Linked DNA regions of Danio rerio: region 1 is linked to region 2. The links are chromatin contacts, called in public Micro-C maps. All regions are on one chromosome and are shown on one strand. Each heading gives the region's core, a stretch centred on a gene start, on an enhancer-like site or on the middle of the called end of the contact. The rest is flanking DNA. Distances are from core to core; before and after follow the strand shown. Region 1 overlaps zbtb46 (zinc finger and BTB domain containing 46). Region 2 holds the start of zbtb46 (zinc finger and BTB domain containing 46).

Region 1 (3,481 bases), core at 794-3,293, 89 kb after region 2:
ATAAGTTGCTTAAATTGGTTGCTTGGTTCAATTGCCTGGACCGTACCCAAGTTCGATTGTGGTACCTTCTATGTTAGTTTGTTCCTTTTAGTTACAATTTTTTCTTGTGAACCCTGGTATGCTTGCGTCATCGAGCTGCTGTTGTTTTTTATGGCTGTTGCCAGGTGACGGACACAAAAGCAAAACGCCAAAATGGAAAGATATCCGCACCGCAGATTATGGTCGTTCTGCTTTTTTCACACACACACACACACACACACACACACACACACACACACACACACACACACACACACACACACACACACACTCACACACACACATAAATGAACGTTATGAAAACAATAGTTTGTTGTACTGTTGGTGGTTCACTTCCGTTATTTGGTACGATTGCATTCACATCAGAAGTGAATCGGACCAGAGTTCAAGTGAACCGTACCCCAGACCACCTCTTTCAGGTAGACCTGGGTATGGTTTGTGGGTGTGCACCTGAGTTCAGAAGACTAGGTAAGCGCACCGTACTCTGGTGCCAAACAAACCCGGGTGCGGACCAAAAGTGCTAGTGTGAAACTACCCTTAGTGATGTAAGTAACTACACATTAGAGACCTATGAAAGAAGAACTCTAATAAAAATGTATCATTTGAGAGTTATCTAGTATATTGTTTGTGGCAACACAAACTGTAGGTGCAATATTTTAAGAGTTTTGGTTGCAAAACGTGATAAACACATTTTTTGACATTTGGATTTTATTATTGGAAATCATTGTTCAGCTGCACCTTAATCTATGTGTGAATTGCTGCCATTAATAACATTTAAGAATGTACATATTAGGCCTAGTACAAAATGTATTTTTTCAAAACGTGATATCCGCCAGACCAGATTCTTTACAAAGTGCAATATAGCAGTTATGATGACGATGATTATTATTATTATTACAGTGAAATAATTCATTAAACATGACGGGGCGAGGCGATTTGTGTAGCTGACTCTGTGCAATAGAGGCAAGAACTGTGGAAGGAGACTCCACTTTTTCCGTAACAAGTCATTTATCTAACTAACTTAATCTTACTTATCAAACAAAACATAGATTCACTAGTCTTTCTTTATGGTATTACAGTAGTAGAATATAGCCTAGGGTGGATATATAGCCTTTTGCAAAAAAAAAAAAAAAAAAAGTTATGTTATTCACGTTCTGGCCAAAACTATCTCAGAATGTTGTTGTTATAAATCACATTTTAAAGTTATTAAAGTTGTTGTCTTTGTATATACTGTACTATTCCATATATTTATGATGTTTTTTTTTTTTGTTTGTTTTTTTTTACCAATTTAAGATATTTGACAATGTTAAAATAAATATGTTGCATTTTGGCTTGGTTTTTGACTTATTTTATGAACTATTTGGACATAAAGTTAAATAAAAAATATCCTGGATTTAAAAATAATGTTTCTGGCCTTCACTGAGCTCAAGTAATAGTTTAATGTATATAAATTATGAATAAACTTGACTTTTGATGTCTTAAATAATAATGTCAAATAACCAACATTTCTCAAAATGGAGATTTTGCAATGAAACTCTTCATTTGTCCCAATAAGCCTTGCATTGTATTAGTAGTATACCCAAATCCACATCATCCATTATACAGTACCTGAATGACCTACACAATGATTCCGAAGTGTGTGTCCAATGGATACTTTACTATTCTATCAGCCTCTGAGAGAAGATTTGTGAATGGACGTACAGCAAAACAACAAATGACAGCAATAGACGAGAACCTTTCCTACGTAATTTCCTAAGGACACCATCAGGTTCTTTTAAGACCCTCTTTAGTTGAGTTTGGCTCTCTGAGTGGATGTCTAAAATGGGCCGGTCCTGTTGCCTGCTCTTTAAACCCTGATTTCTGGCCTGTGCTCTGGATTTAGCGTTGGTCGCACCCTCCCTAGAGTCGTGCTTTTAGCACAAAGCCCTGCGTGTTTGCTTCCCCTCTCCACCCAGCATTCCATTTTCCCCAAGATCTCCTCTCTCCCACTCTCTTCGGCCCTCCCTTTCTCTCTCCGGCTGTCTTTCTCTGTCTCTTACGCCCTCTCTCTTTCTGCTGCTCTCACTGTCTGCCACTTTGTGCTCCCTCTCTCTCTGTCTCTCCCTGCTTTACTAAGCTGCATTAACTCCCCAGATTACCTTGAGCCCTGCAATCCTCCACTCCCCCTCTCCACCTCCACCCCTGCTCACGCTCACCCTCTCGTCCTCTCCGTCGCCCACTCAACTCCCCCCTCCATCATTACCCACACTTCTCTTCTCGTCTTTCTCCCTCCTTTCTAGCCTTCAGGGTTTGTTTGATTTATTCTTCCTCTATCTATCTATCTCTCTCTCTTTCCTTGGAGGTTGTGGCCCGACTAGTCCCTAAAAAACAACAGTGCGAGAATGTAAGAGAGAGAGAGAAATAACAACCTCTTTTACTTTCCATCATGCCTCCTCTTTCTTCATTTTTTTCTCTCATCCCCCTCTCCCACACTGCTTTTAAATTGCCTCTGAATTCTTCAGCTTTTTTAGTGCCTCCCTCCCTCCATTCCTTGGAAATTACTTTTTACCCTTTCAAACTCCAACCACGCTGAGGAAGCAGGCCTGACCTTCCCCTCCCTACCCTTAAGCCCGTCGGACACATGAGTGGCCTGTGTATGTTTACATACATGTGCGTTCGGTGTCCTGAGGGGGCGTTTATCGCTGCTAATGAGTGTGTGTTACGGGTTCTGATGTATCGATGTAGTAGATAAGAGTTAAACATGACAGCTTAAACAGCCTTATCACTGAACAGAAACAAACTCCATGCTGTGTGTGTGCAAACCTGATCTCTATGCGAGATGGAGAGCGTCCAGGGACACCTCGAAACCGACTGAAACAAAAGACAGTGTTGAGTTTCAGCCGGGGAGGGTCGTAATCGCCACAGCAGCTGGAACAGAGGGTCATGAGGTCAAAGCCCGTCAGCTGACCCCTTTTCTCTCTGTCTTTCTGTTTCTTTTCTCGTTTATTGTGCTTTAATAGACATTCGTCCAACCCCATCCCCTCCAATAACCATTAACACGCACAGATCACACACTCTCAACGTTCACAAAAAGCTCTTTCAAAGATGAGGCAGGCATTCAATGCCACACCACAAGGTCTTACATTAGCCACTATGCATGATTATTACACACTTGTGCGTGTTCCTGAATGCATATTCTCTCATGCCGTAAGTTTACGTTCTACCACACGATAAACAGATACGTTGGAACCAGCAGACGCCTACGCGCAGACGCACACACAATCACGCACGGACACAAAGCCAACGCCGTGGGTCCGCCTATTTGTGTCTACTCTTAAAAGGGTGTTTTATTTAGCATAAATGTTGAAGCCAAGAGTGCCTGGCTGCCATGGCAACCACATTAAACTGAGATCCCCTTTGCAAGAAAGAATCAAACCGATTCAGGCGTTCTCTTATGAGGGGA
Region 2 (3,117 bases), core at 317-2,816:
TATAATGACAATAATAAAGTACATTTAATATACATCCAGTAAGAAAACAGTTATTATAATTGTAGTAACATTTGACAATTTTACACTTTTGACTGTATTATTAATGAACAAAAAAAAAAAAAAAACACCTTGGAGAACAAAACAGGTTTCTTTTACAAACATTTCAAAGTCTTGCTGATCCCAAACTTTCGTATGTCTAGAAAAATGCAAAATAAGCCAGTATTCAAGTCTTTTGAGATTTTCATTTGTAAGTAGTTGGCTCCTTCCACTTATACGGAGGATAGCATGACATGCACGCGCTTGTAAATAGAAAGCATTTTTTACCACTAGGGGGCGGGTGACCCTCTCCATACTGTCGAGAACGCGCACAGTGGACAAAAGCGTGCAGCAGCAGCAGGCGCGCACTCACGCCTACACGCGCCTATACGCGCAGACGCTCCTCATGCAAATTCAGCAGCACACACTGGAAAAACCATCTCATGCCCAATGAACTGGACACTGAGTAAGAACTCAGCTCTCATGGAAAACAATGATTATTAATTTAGGTACTTCTTTTTAGACCGAAAAATTAGGGCTGTAAAATAAAAAATAAAAATCAGTAAAAAAAAAAAATGTATTAACCGCAAAATAATTTTTTACATTTTTAATTGTGTTTTAATGAATATTTCATGATGTACTCGACTTTTAATGGTAGAAGATTTATCAAAAATGTAAATAATGTAACATTTAAAACTTTTTGATTATATATAAAGTTATAAGCAATGAGGACAATAATAGTGTTTTGCCAACATGTATTTTAACATGTTTAATGATAATATATGCAGTATGTATTTCAATATATGGAATTACATTTAATATATAATTTACTGAACATGCAAACTTTTTAAGTAATGATTGCAATTTAAATGACCATTCACAGTTTTACATTTACATCATATTTATATAATACAGAATGATTAATATAATAATTTGATAGATTATTAAATGATTTACCATAATTAAAAGTCTAAAATAGAAAAAAAATTGTATTATGTTAATTATTTAACAATGAAAAAGAGTCTAAAACAGTGATGTATAGAATATGCATATGATAGAAATAAAACTGAAACGTATTGTTCTGATCATTTATTACGTAAACTGTTATTATTTTACTGTACTTTTGCTCTTTATGCCTTGTAATAAAAGGATTTTGCTTTGGAGATACAATTAGGAAACTGAATTAATATTACCATCATTATAATAATAAGATCGGGAATTTAACCTCTGTATAGGCTACTTCATAATTGATCTGGAGGTTTCATGGCTGTTATGAGTTCTGCTGGAGCTGTCCAGGGTTTGATGGTGAATGTATAAGCGTTTATGTTGCCTCATTTCCTGTATTTGACTCTCAGTCGAGAGAGAGAGAGAGAGAGAGAGAGAGAGAGAGAGAGAGAGAGAGAGAGAGAGAGAGAGAGAGAGAGAGAGAGAAACGCACACACAGAGGGGGAGGTTGGTTCCTGATACCGAGACACGGAAAAGCAGGGGAGGGAGATTTAGAGAAAAAGACGAGCGTGGAGAGAGGGAGACAGCGAGCAGGGGAATTACACTGACCGACACACACACATACACACACGCGTCTCCCAGCTGACTGCTGACATTGTTGACGTGCTCACTCTCTCAAAGCTGTCACGAGCGAACACTGGAGCTCCGAATCATCGACATCGCTCTCCCCCAGAACTCATGGGTTAACAGGTAAGCCTCTCTCACCTTTCCACAGACACACACACTCTAACACTTCCTCTCGTTTGACCACTTCGCTTTTACGCTCATGCTTGTCTTGTCGTGTGGATGTGGTGTGGCGGAGACATGAGCACAGGTATTCAGGTAAGTTCGAGCCGTGAGTTTGCGGTGCGTTTGTTTTATTTACACGTGCGTGACAGCAACCTGTTTGACGTCTCCAGGTGAGAACATGCTCGTGACAGATGATGCACGCGCCGACAACAGCTGTCAGATGTGCAGTCATTCATTCAGGATAGACTTTTATTGCACTGATGGATACTTTTTCTGTTTTTGTCTTGCCAAGCTTTTTTTTATTATCATCAACGCTCTGCTCAAACACTGGGTCAATATTAAGAACTTAATTCTGTTTATGTGACAACACTTGGATCTTAAAATAATGTGTTTTGTGGTGGTATTAAAACCAAAAGCTCAGCTTTGGCAAGTAAGGGGCTTAACCCCACTCTCTCCTCCCCTCATTTAACCTCCAAAAGGGGAATTTCTCCAGCTGGAAATTTCTGCTGCGTCAACACCCTAAACCTACTAGCAGAAAAGGGAAGGGGATTTTTTTGGACTCACTTTTCTATTATTTTATTTCCTGCATAATTAAGCCCACGGGCTTGGTGCTTAATACTTCTCTCAACTTGAGGAGAGCTCAGTGTATTCGCGTCTTCAGTGCGGAAAGCATTAGGTGACCGTAGCGCTTCTCCCCGGGTTATTGTCTCTTTTTTCCCCCCGTCTGCCCCCTTAAAGCTGGTCAGTTCCGTCTTCCTCCATTTTCTCCTCGCTGACGGGTTGGTTTTAAGGGGAGCGACCCCACTTGTTTGACTCGAACATCAGCGGTTTTAAAGAGTACACGCCAATAATGCATTCGAACGCGCGTTCTAGAATTGATACATTTGAATCGAACGTTACGCGCAACAATGTATCATTCGGCGCGCGTCAAAAGAATCTACCACTCTGTATTGATTATTATGACGCTCGTTCGCGCTGTGTCGGCTCTTGTTTGCTACAGGTGCACCTGATTCTGATTGGCTAGATTTTTATAACTGTACAGGCGAAATGTTACATTCAAAACAATAGATGTCACCTATTAACGCACTCACGTGCGAAATAACTTGAATAACTGTAATCGTCTCGCATTTAAAAGTTACACTCGTGTATTTAAGTCATTGTGACTGTCTGCAGTGCAAAAAAAAAATGAGTCAGTTGAGCAGAAGAACTGGTTATGTAAGGAACTGTCCTCATGTCCATCTACACAGAATGAAGCCAATAGAAAAATGACAACTTCACTTTTATAGGTCTTCACCTACTCTCTGACACTCATAACCTCTGTATGGATTTATTAATGAGTTAATTAAC

What was found. A called contact is a pair of places that touch in the nucleus more often than the background predicts.
Region 1: a Micro-C map of caudal fin shows a contact between it and region 2, with 2.5 times the contacts expected there. The contact joins the enhancer-like site here to the promoter of zbtb46 in region 2. A contact is called at or near these places in 2 of 18 Hi-C or Micro-C datasets (caudal fin and an unstated tissue).

What each region holds. Positions count from the first base shown.
Region 1 is chr23:15,292,523-15,296,003 of GRCz12tu, forward strand. The region is part of intron 2 of zbtb46 (zinc finger and BTB domain containing 46); the gene reads left to right. Among named protein-coding and RNA genes, the nearest start is that of lmod3, 61 kb to the right of the region's middle. Within about 2 kb of position 2,044, at least 45 of the 62 cell types and tissues checked have an H3K27ac peak or open chromatin away from gene starts, as enhancers often do. A contact at or near this core is called in caudal fin, where this site is marked.
Region 2 is chr23:15,203,906-15,207,022 of GRCz12tu, forward strand. It overlaps zbtb46 (zinc finger and BTB domain containing 46), which reads left to right and starts at 1,567. Exons shown (of 5, transcript XM_021469915.2): 1 at 1,567-1,731.